Linked DNA regions of Mus musculus: all the other regions are linked to region 3. A link is a contact called in public Micro-C and promoter capture Hi-C data. All regions are on one chromosome and are shown on one strand. The core of a region is the stretch at or near the end of the contact, and the rest is flanking DNA. Distances in the headings are between cores, read along the strand shown. Region 1 holds the start of Arhgef1 (Rho guanine nucleotide exchange factor (GEF) 1). Region 2 holds the start of Irgq (immunity-related GTPase family, Q). Region 3 holds the start of Egln2 (egl-9 family hypoxia-inducible factor 2). Region 4 holds the start of Phldb3 (pleckstrin homology like domain, family B, member 3).

Evidence for each region. Promoter capture Hi-C pulls out the DNA fragments that hold promoters and counts their contacts. A called contact is a pair of places that touch in the nucleus more often than the background predicts.
Region 1: a promoter capture Hi-C map of liver shows a contact between it and region 3, with 2.1 times the contacts expected there. The contact joins the promoter of Arhgef1 here to the promoter of Egln2 in region 3. A contact is called at or near these places in 3 of 39 promoter capture datasets (cranial neural crest, liver and pre-B cells) and 1 of 9 other capture datasets (adipose tissue).
Region 2: a contact with region 3 is called in a Micro-C map of embryonic stem cells, with 6 times the contacts expected there. The contact joins the promoter of Irgq here to the promoter of Egln2 in region 3. A contact is called at or near these places in 3 of 39 promoter capture datasets (cranial neural crest, hippocampal neurons and pre-B cells), 1 of 484 Hi-C or Micro-C datasets (embryonic stem cells) and 1 of 9 other capture datasets (liver).
Region 4: a promoter capture Hi-C map of pre-B cells shows a contact between it and region 3, with 4 times the contacts expected there. The contact joins the promoter of Phldb3 here to the promoter of Egln2 in region 3. A contact is called at or near these places in 4 of 39 promoter capture datasets (cranial neural crest, liver, pre-B cells and 1 more) and 1 of 115 datasets of contacts at active chromatin or transcription factors (astrocytes).

Annotation. Positions count from the first base shown.
Region 1 is chr7:24,901,672-24,904,371 of GRCm38.p6, forward strand. Arhgef1 (Rho guanine nucleotide exchange factor (GEF) 1) reads left to right here and starts at 1,315. Exons shown (of 30, transcript NM_001130151.1): 1 at 1,315-1,457. Cd79a (CD79A antigen (immunoglobulin-associated alpha)) reads left to right here. Exons shown (of 5, transcript NM_007655.4): 5 at 1-187.
Region 2 is chr7:24,529,392-24,532,091 of GRCm38.p6, forward strand. Irgq (immunity-related GTPase family, Q) reads left to right here and starts at 1,257. Exons shown (of 3, transcript NM_153134.3): 1 at 1,257-1,513; 2 at 1,993-2,524. The coding sequence starts at 1,995.
Region 3 is chr7:27,165,487-27,168,186 of GRCm38.p6, forward strand. It overlaps Egln2 (egl-9 family hypoxia-inducible factor 2), which reads right to left and starts at 1,316. Exons shown (of 6, transcript NM_053208.4): 1 at 1,198-1,316; 2 at 1-242. The coding sequence starts at 12.
Region 4 is chr7:24,609,879-24,612,578 of GRCm38.p6, forward strand. Phldb3 (pleckstrin homology like domain, family B, member 3) reads left to right here and starts at 1,450. Exons shown (of 15, transcript NM_001102613.1): 1 at 1,450-1,700; 2 at 2,619-2,700. The coding sequence starts at 1,467.

The sequences.
Region 1 (2,700 bases), core at 65-2,564, 2.3 Mb before region 3:
CAGGCTGCCCCACCCTATTCTCCCACCTAATCTTGTCCTTCCCCAAGTCCAGCTCCCTCTCTAGTGGGTAATGAGCCCTTAATCGCTGCCTCTAGGGGAGCTGATTACAGCAGCCTCGTTAGTGTCACCCCCCCTCCTCCCAGATCTGTCATGGCCACTTAAGTGATAATAAATCCTTCCCAAAGCAGCCCTTGGCAGGAGTCATGGATCTCATGTAGACTGCTCCTCAACACTGCCAGGGAACCAGGAGCAGAAAACCCAAGTCCCCTCCCCCCTCAGACCCAGGATTCTAGGTTCAAGTTCTCACCTGACCACTTCTGAGATCTGGGACCAGACAGTTCTTGCTGTCTGTCTTCCCCAACCCCCTCCCCCCAAAATAACAGGAAGTCTCTTGGGGAAGTCCCCACCCCAATTGAAATGCTGGTTTATCTCCCTTATAGGGCCTCACCCTCCTCATGTCCCAAAGCAAGGGGGAACCAGCCCGGGTGTTACCAAATTTTTACCTATATTTAAACTCTGAGAACACAAGATATTATTTTCTGGAGTGGGGCCTAATTCCCTCATGGGTTCACTTGCATAAGGCAGATTTGGAGAGTTTCTGTCAAGAACCGGGGGGAGGGGGATGACAGAGAGAGCTAGAGTGGTGTGACAGTCATTGGGATGGGAAGAGCAGACTCAGGTTGTTAAAAGACAGGAGGCCAAGAGGAGACTCAGTGGGATCCCCAGAGACAAGGATGCAGAGATAAATAGCCAAAGGAAGAAGCAGACACAAACTGGCTGGCCTGATAATAACAGTTGAGGAAAGGACAAAGCCTGAAATCTCAGAGCATGAGAGAGACAGCCAACAGCAAGAAATGGGCCCAGCGTGATCAAGGCACAGAGGAGCTGCAGCAGGGAGAAGCAACAGAGGCCAGAAAGCAAGGAGTGCCTGGATGGGCCCCTGACCTTGTGGGCAGGAAGGCCTTCGAGCTTCGAAAAAGAGATCAGGGTGGTGGCGCGCACCTTTAGCTTTAATCTCTCTACTCCAGAAGCAGAGACACCTGAGTTCGAATCCAGCCCGCCTTACACAACAAGTTCGAGGCCAGCCAGGGCTACATAGGGAGCCCTTGTCGCAAACTAAGAGAAAGAGAGAGTAAGGGCCAGGGCAGGAGCTGGGCAACAGCAGGGAGGGCGGCGGAGGCGGACAAAGGCGAAGGGGAGCCGGGCGGGGCCGGGTGGGGACGCGCCCGCGGGGAAAGGAGGAGCCGCGCGGGCGGCGAGAAGGGGAAGGAAGCCGAGGTGCCGGGCGGGCACGGGGCGCGGGCAGGAAGCGGGGAGGGGCGGCGGGCGGGGGCTCCGGAAAAACGCCCCGACTTCCTGCCCGCCAGAGCCAGGAAGCCGGAGTCGGGACACCGGGCCCGGGATCCCCGAGCCCGACCTCGGGCGCCTCGCCGGTCACCTCCCCGCGCGGACACCAGGTACACTGTCCCTGGCCCCGCCCGGCCTCCTCCTCCAGCCGCCGCAGGGAGGAGCAGGGAGGGGACCGGGCGCGGAGGGCCTCCCAGGGTGCGCCCAGTGAACCTGCAGCCGCCTTTCTCTGGCCTCGGTTTTCTCATCTGTCAAAGAGAGCAAAGAGAAAACCCGGCGCGTTGGCGCCCGCCTGTCATCCCAGGAGTTGGGAAGCAGAGACAGGAGGATTGCCATGAGTTCGAGGTTAGCTTGGGCGACCTAGCATGAACCTGCCTCAAAAGAAAAAAAAAAAAAAAAACAAAACAAAACAGAGAGAGAGAGAGAGAGAGAGAGAGAGCACTTGTCGAGAGCACAAGTAGGTAGAGATCCAGGCTCCCAGCGAAGAACGATAACACTCATTTATCAGCAGGGAAACTGAGGCCCAGGGAGTCGGACTGCCTTGTCGTAGGGACAGAGCATCTGGGACTTGAACTCAAAGCTGTTTCCTGTAAAGAGCTGTCCCTGCGATCATGGATGCTTGATTAGAGCTCCCTAAAATAAACAAATATCTCTGCAGTACATTTTAAAGCCGAGACTTACAGAGCGTTAAACACGTCTCAGAAAGCTTTTTTCCTTACCCTCTCTGTGGTATTAATTATACTCTGGGAGATGGCTGTAGGGGAGAGAACCGGAAACATATCCTCATTGAACAGATGGGAAGACTGAGGCCTAAAGGGAAGTCATTGCATTTTGCAGGTTAGTCTATCAGAAGAAAATATATGCTCGAGCGCATGAGTGTTTTATGCTTTTGTTTGTGTGTGTGTGTGTGTGTGTGTGTGTGTGTGTGTGTCTATCTATGTGAGGGGGTTCTGTTTTTGTTTTGTTTTTTCTTTCCAATTACAGCGGGAGGAGTTGACAGTGGTGACAGAGGGTATACAAGCATTTGGAATTTAATAGGTCCGAGTTGGGGAGGTAGAGCTCATGTGAGGTCCCGATAGGTGCTTAGGACCTGAGCGACTTGAAGTTTCTCCGAGATTGAGCCCTAACCAGGCAATGGAACCATGCACCACTCCTGCTAAGGGGGCGGGGCCCAGGAGAGTGACAGGGGCAGTCGAAATACGGAAACAAGGGTCCTCCAAGGCAGACCAGAGCGGCCCTATCGGGCCAGCGTGGCGCCGTGTATTGCGATACCCGCCGGCAGGAGGAGTGGAGTTGCCGAGGCCGGAGAGCGGTAGGAGGCGGGCTAGAGCGGCCGGAGGGAGGAGTGGAGCT
Region 2 (2,700 bases), core at 7-2,506, 2.6 Mb before region 3:
GGATTAAAGGTGTGCTACCACCATAGCCCGTGTTGCACACGTTTGCTACGGGAAACTGAAGCATAGTCATATTGAAAGTCTAGGGGGAAAGTGGGACAAGAACCCTGGGGACTCATTCCAGGTAATGATATTGCCAGTCACACCCCACAACCCAATCTTCGCCTGGCAGCCCTTTATTCCTCTAAATGTCGTCCTGCTTCTGTTTGTGTGCCCAAATCAAGGGAAATAATTTTGATCATGAGAGGAGGTCATTCCTGGCAGGTAGTCACTGCGGCCACCTGTAGCAGGGCGGGGCGTCGAGATATGGAGGTCCCTTTAGTGTCTGTCACTCCTGCACCCAACCCCTCTTTCTGGCAGTACTCAAAGAGGTCGTCTCCTGGGCTGTCTGGACTCCATTCCTTGGGAGACGCTTGCCCTCTACAGTGTCTTCAGGGCGATGTTCTGATATGAAAGAGAGAGGGGGGGGGCGTGGCTGCCACCAACCTTAGTGGGCCTCGCTCTATTTTTTGACACTCACTGAACTCTAATGACACTCTCACTAGAAAAGCTTCAGCAGTCTCACATGGGAGACTCCTCGGGTTTGTGACACCTCGGTCTTCAAGCCCCTGTGTCCTCATCTTCACGAAACCGAATTCCCTCGAAGGTGGAACTCTTGGTCTTTCTTACCAGCCCCATCCTAGTTTCTCACGTGTCAACCATAACCCCCGCACAAGCAGTGGTGCTCACACTTGAGCCCGCCTTCTCCCAGGAGACATCCTTCTCTGACATTGATTACTGTTTCACCGTAGTCACCGCCGCCCGCGTTCACTAGTTCATTTCTGGATCACGCTGCTCCCATGCACTGCCTTCTGCTCTTAGTTCTTGATGGTCACGGACGCCTCTTGCTTTCCTCCCCGAAGACTGTCCCTTAGCTGCGCCTGACAGTTGGTCGCCACAGCTCTGCCACCGGACGAGAGCGGGATAGTTTTTCCTAGTCTCCAGACTCCAGTGATCTGTTGCACCACCATTGTCCCCGAGTCAGGTTCAAGGTTGCAGTCCGGCACTAATATAGTCACGGCAGGCAAGTCTTCGCAAGGGCAAGTGGAGAGGTCCTTTTCTGTACAGGGGTGCGTGATGATGACGTTGGTTGTGTGCTCCGTACAACGCTAAGCTTACTGCGTGGGCTCATCGCTTCCTGTCCCCCTTTGCCGTACAAACCCTGCACGTACTGCGCAGGCGTATTGGTTGCTGGTCTTGGTGGGGCACCGCCCCAAAACTTTCTGCGCACGCGCATGGGTTTTATTGTGCCTTTGCCCAAACAGCCTTAGCTAGAAAGAAGGAGCTGCCAAAAATTCTTCCTCTCCGCAGTGGCACTCCAAGACACACCGGTCTTGGAAGGAATGACGTCAGTATAGAGCCACCTGAAGGAGTCCGGATGTTTCTAAATCCGGACACTCCTGCCCCTTCAGCCTCCGTCAGCTCGTCTTAAGGGGCTGGGCCTCTGTGCTCTCCAGGCGTGTCACCTCTCTGATCGGTTGGTGATTTGGAATGGGGAGGGGAAAGACCATTCTCGAGTTTGGCAGTCAGGTTTTTGAGGGTTTTTGTTTTCCTTCTTCTGTTTCTTCTTTTTTAAATAGAGAAATGCATTCGTGTGGAGAATGGGCATATACCTGGCTCTCCCAGGAATAGGCCCTGGGGGTTGAGTTTCTAGGTCCTGCAGCGTGACACTGGAGAATGGAAGTAGAGGACAGGCTGGAGGACTGAAGCCTGGATCTACAGTGAATCAGTTAGGAGAGGGTGTTGATTGGTGTGGGGGAGTGCGACGCCTTTAATCTCAGCACTCTGGGAGACAGAGGGGAGAGGATCGATCTCTTGAATGTCAGGCCAGCCTGGTCTACGTAATGAGTTCAGGCCAGCCAGGGCTACACAGCGAGACGCTGTCTTAGAAAAGAAGCAAACAAAAAGTCTTACGTGCTCCCTGACCAATTTCTTTCCCCGCCTCTTGCTTTCCAGCAATGCCTCTGCCTCAGGGTGACGTGACTGCCTTATTCCTGGGGCCTCCCGGCTCGGGAAAGTCCGCCCTGATCGCCGCGTTATGCGGTAAGAATGTGGACACGGTAGAGATTCCCGATGGACGGCAGGACTCTGGAGTCCCCAGCCTGAGAGCTGCGGCTCCGGGCCTCTTCCTGGGTGAGCTGAGTTGCCCACCCGCAGCTCCCGGGCCCTGGGCGGCGGAGGCCAACTTGCTGGTATTGGTGCTACCAGGATCTGAGGGGAGCGAGGAGCCCTTGACCCCAGCTCTGGGAGAGGCAGCGCGAGCCGCCCTGGCTAGAGGAACCCCGCTGCTGGCTGTCCGGAATCTGCGCCCTGGAGATTCCCAGAATGCAGCTAAAGCCCGGGATGAGACTGCAGCCTTGTTGAACAGTGCTGGGTTAGGAGCTGCGCCTCTCTTTGTGCCGCCGGCGGATTGCAGCAGCAGTGACCGCTGCGAGGAGCTAGAGCGCCTGCAGGTGGTGCTGCGGACCCAGGCGGAGGCGCTGCAGAGGTGAGGGGACAGTTCGGGCTGGATGGGGTGGCCTTAGATCCAACTCAGCTACGGAGGTCTTTAAAGTTCTCGAGCCCTGTTCCTAGAGTGTTAGACGCAAGCTTTTCTTGGCTGCCCATTCGTCCATACCCTACTTATTTGCGTAGGACAGCACCCACCACACCCATGAGCACAGA
Region 3 (2,700 bases), core at 66-2,565:
CGGGCTGTCCATGGCAGCAGTGTCTTCATCCCCCGGGCATGGAGGGCACGGCCCGGGCCCATGGTGCCACCCTCCTCCGCCTCCTCCTCCTCCACTTGATGCAGCCCGGGGCCGCTGGGCCTCGTGTGGGGCAGGGTGAGGCAGGGCAGGCAGCAGGGGCTCCTCTAGTGCTCTGGGGGTGCTCGCTGGTCCCCAAGTCCACAGTTGTCTCTAGGAGCTTGAGAAGGGACTGATGGGGGTGGCTGGAAAAGAGAAAAGGAAGAACTTAAAAGAAGTCAAGAGACGAGCAGGTGGGAAGGGGTGGGGATGGTACCAGCAGGAAGTAGATGACAGACTGGGCCACAACAAACACACACGCACACAGGGAGACAACATGGGGCATATAACTTGGGAATTTGAGAGGGAATGTCTGGCATAAAGAGTAATAGAGAGAAAGTGCAGAGAACGTTGCATGACGGCCCAGAGAGGAAGGTGATAGGGAGACAGATATCTGTGGACGAAAAGCGACGATGCAAGTGGAAAATACAAGGTACCTGCCTGAGGTTTCTATAGAGACTCAGAGAGATGAGGAGGGAGGAGACACAGAAAACGGGAGTGTGGAATCTAGGGTAAAGTCAGGGTTGTGGGGAACCAACGGGCAATGCCACCGCGCAACATTCGCGGGAACCTAATCGCCTGGGTGGAAGATTACGAGCCAGGGCAGGCGGGGAAAACCGGGAGTCCAGGGACAAAGAGAACAGGGAGAAAAACAAGACGGCAGGGGAGCGGGAGGGCCGGTGGGGTCGACCTGTGCCCTACGGGAGGAAGCCTACTGGGGCCCGACACACACCCAGCCGGAAGGGAGGTCCTGCCAGACGGACGGACTGACGGAAGGGAGCCCGAGAGCAGAGTCCGACCCGACTGCCTTCCTCCCAACCCCCTCCGCCAGGACCCAGGGGCCGCGGGACGCCCCGGGTGACTGAGGCGGGGCCGCCTCGGCCCGGCCCCTCCCCTTGGTGGTTATTGCGCGCTCCCGTGGCCCCCAATGGTCCGCCCCACCGCGCCGGGCGCGCGCTTCCTTCCCCACCCCCAACGCCCTAGCGTGGGGTCGCTGCCGCCCGCGCGCGCTCCCGCCTCCAGCCCCGTCGCCCGCGCCCGGCCACCGGGCCTCAGACTCCTTCTCCTCCCCGGGTCTTTCCCTTCGCGCGACCTCCTCACCGAGCTTTTTCCTCCGGCCTCGGCGCCGCCGTTTGTGCCAGCCGCCCTGCGCTTCGCAGCGCGCCATACCCCGCCCCCCACCGCCCGCGACGCCCCGCCCCCGCCTCGCCCGCTGGGCACGTGACAGCGGCCCGGCCGAGGAGACTGCGCGTGCGCGAACCGCACGTTGACAGGAGGCTTAGAACGCACTGCCCAAGAAGTGAGCTGGTCCGGGACGCGAGGCTTATTTGCATTATGTGCTCCTCCCCTTCCACGCGAAAGCAGACACGCAGGTTCAGTAAAAGGCGTTCTGTGAGTTCTCAAGACGGCCCCTTGGAGAGGGGTACAAAAGAGCAGTTTCACACAGAAAGGCCCACCCCTCGGAGCCAAAAGTGTCAGTGAACTTGTCAGCTGGGTTCTTGGCATTTGCTATGCAAATGTCTCATTTACATGGGCCGCTCCTGCACACAGCCCAAGAGTATATTGAGAAATGACTGCGCAGTTAGTTGGAAAGTGTATGTAAATTCCTACGTCAGTAATTTACATAAGCACTTAAAAAAAAATAACGGTGAGTACGGGACGTCCTTAGAGAAGCGAAACCGGGTAGAACAAATGAGCAAATGTGTACTATTTGCATGACCCGCTCCTCGCTGCTCCCTCAGGGCAACTGTGGGAGTCAGATTAAAGCAACCTGGGACAGACTCACAAAGAAGACATTTGCAAAACCCAGCTCCTCTGTAGCCCAAGCGGATTTTTTGTTTCTGTAGTGCTGGAGACTGAATCCAGAGCTTCACATGTGCGATGCAAGCGCTCTACCACTAAGCTACTCTTAATATTTATACCACCATTCCGGGGAGGGCTGTGTGGATAGGGTTATTTGAATGCCCGACCCTTTCCACCAACTCCAGGGCCTAACAAATGGGCAATAAGTGGGCTTGGATACTTGCTGACATTTTGTGAGAGCAGCTGAAGCTGTCCTGAGGGGGGCTGCACCTGTCTCCAGAAGGCTATGGCTATAAAGACATCAGGGTACATTAAGTATGACCAGGAGTCCGGGTTGCACAAGAACCACAGTGGCACATGGCGAAGAATGTTCGTGTTCGCAGGCACACAGACACACACAAAGAAACAAATCTCCATCAGTGCACACACAAACCTCAGGAGCACGTGTTTTTAGGAACACAGTGAGCCACCGTCCTAGTTTGCAGACATGAGGTGGTGTACACTAAGTCAAACCAGGCACAGACTCAAGACCCCCCCTTAGATTCCCAAGTCCTCGGTCTTGATGTTGCACACAACAGCAGCCTCACCAACACAGTCACCAGGCCAGAGACTACTCACATGCCACAGTGTCATACTGCCCCATACATGTCACACACAGGGATGTCATCGCTGCACACACCACCTTTGATGGATCGTGTACTGCCACTACCATGAAGCATGTACACAACCTGGGATGGGTACATTGTAATCCCAGCTCATGGGAGGCTGAGGCAGGGAGACCTCAAATTCCAGGTTAGTCTA
Region 4 (2,700 bases), core at 200-2,699, 2.6 Mb before region 3:
GAGAGTGTAAAGCTCTTGCTAACAAGATGATTTGAGTTCCATGCCTGAATCCCACGTTGGAAGGCACCACTTCCCAAAGATGTCCTATGAGCTCTTTACATGTTGGGTGCCACTTACATACCTGCACTATCTTTCACATACACAAGTAATAATAATTTTAAAAAAGTCATTTAGAATGCTTGTAGATCCTAGGTGTATTTGTTTCCTTCAGCCTCGGTCCCCACAACTGTACAATGGAGACGGTCGATCTCTTTTTTTCTATGGGCTGTGGTGTGGTATGACACTGAGGTGTGTCAAATGTTTTGCACAGCTCTTGATGTCTAACAGTCGGGTTTTGCATACCAGATATTTTCCTGTTTCTGCCCAGAGAGGAAAGGGTCTGGCTGTGACCTTTAACCTCTGTGCCCCACCCCATAGTAAACTGTGTGCGCGTGGGGCACACTCTGTCTCTGGGCAGATCGCTGACTCAGCCCGGGATACCCCCTCCCCTTGTCCGGCTCCCTAAACCGGTCAGGGCCCTTCCAAAGGGCTTATTAGAGGGGAGAGGCCCCCATCTTCATTCCTATCTTCCTTTGAGGATTTCCTAGGCTTCGGCCTTAGGGAGGCTGCTGTATGCAGGTGGCTAAGAAGCCCGGCCCTCCAGGGGCACCGGAGGCTGAGTGGGAGGTCTGGGCGCTGGGCTCTCTCTGGGTGGGGCTGGAGGGGCCGGGATGGCTGGGTGCCTGGGCTGCGGGCGGGGCAGGCTGCTGGCTCCCTCCTCCCAGGAGAGCTGTCGGACCTGTTGTCCCCCCCTCCACTTCCGGGCTGCTGGGGAGGGGGACGGGGCGGCCTCTCTCTCCTCCCTCCTTCCAGCCACCTGTTTAGCCGCAGGAGCGGCAGTGCCCAGTGCAGAGCCAGAAAGAAGGTTGACGACCTACGAGGACCTCCTCCCGGGAAGGAACGGAGGCGTTGGGGCCCCAGGCATATCCGGAGAGGTAGACATTGCCAGCCCCGAGTTCTGGATCTTGGGGTGAGGAGCCTCGGACGCTGATTCCTTACAGGTGGTTCGGGACCCAACTGTGGAGCTCCAAGGAGGAGAGCCGGGCTAGTCCCGAGAGGGTAGAGGAGATGGAATCTCTTGGAGGCAATCCGGGAAACTGGAGAGGGCTGCAGAAGGGGCTCAGGGATGACACATGGAGCAAAGGGAAGGCTCAGCGTGCGACGCCCCAGCACGGGGAGCGTTAGGACCCCGGACTCAAATTCTCTTCCCACCTCTAGGTGTGTGTGTCACCTTCGGAGCCGACAGCCTCTCCCCAGTCGCGAGCGGGTCCCCAGGAAATCTACGCCCGCGGAATGTTCAGAGCTGGTCTCTGAACCTTTAGGTTCCGCCCTCTGGGCAAGCTCAACGCGCTCTAGACCACGCCCACAAACATCAGACCACGCCTCTGAAACTGACCACGCCCACACCACAGGAATCCGAAGCGGCCATGGGGACACCCAGCACCCTAGAGGAGGGCTCCTCGTCTCCAAAGGTTTCGGAATGCGCCGTCGAGGTCCAGCCTCAAGGGGCTGTGCAGCCTCAGGGGCACCCCGAGGATCCCAAAGAGCACAAGGAGCCCGAAGTCCCAGCGGAGCTTCCAAGTTGCCCCGGAGCTGGGCGGCAGGCCGAGGAAGAGGAAGAAGTGGAAGAAGGTAGCAGCACCGAGAGCTGCCGCGAAGAGGTGAGGGATCATCCCCCCGGGGGGGCTGTCCAGACGGACAGACAGACACCCAAGACGACACAGAAGAACATAAAGAGAGAGACTAGACAGAGACCCAGAGTCAAGGAGAGTACCCATAGACAGGCAGAAACACCCTGTTAGACAAAGTTGGATTTGAAGCCAGAGAGACTCGGGTAGAAACATAGAAACTAGATACGACAGAGACACAGGGAGTGAGACATAGACCTAAAAGAGAGACACAGGGAAGACACACAGACCCAGAAGAGAAACAAAAAGAAATGCCAACATAGAAGAGTCTAAGTCAGAGAGAGGGACGGGGGTGGGGGTGGGGGGAAGAAGAGCGATCCAGGGACTCTGAGAAAGAGATCCCAAGAGGTTGAGACTCAGGGACAGATGAGCTCATCGTGTACAAAGACACTTGCTGTCAAATCTGACGACCTGGGTTCGATCCCCAGAACCCTCATTGATGTAAGGCAAGAATCTTCTGATTTCCACTAGCATTCAGGTACAAAAAAGAAAGAAGGAAAGGAAGGAAGGAAGGAAGAAAAAAAAAGAAAGAATAGAGGAAGAAATGGAGGAAGAAAAAAGAAAAGGAGAGAGAAGGGAGAAAGGAAAAAGGAAAAGAAGAAAAGGAAAGGAGGGAAGAAATGAGGAAGAAAGAAAAAAGAAAGGAAGGAAGGAAGGAAGGAAAGAAAAGGAAGCAAGCTCTGCTAGTTCAGCTTCAGAGCATAGTGGCTTTGTATGATGGGTTCAGAACCTGCCGGCTTCCCCGCTTCACGGTCTTCCATTCGGACCCGAAAGGAAGTAGTTGAACTTGGCAGCTCATGACCCCCAGAGGCACTACTGGGGTGGGACCAGACCTGTTTGGTGACTTGAGGGGGGCGAGACTTGTTCTCATCACACCCTCTCTAATTTCAGCCCGAGGCTACGCCTGCCGCGCAGATTCCAGCCACACCTTCCCCATGCCTCCCTTCTGGGGAAGAGCTGCGGGGGGCAGCGC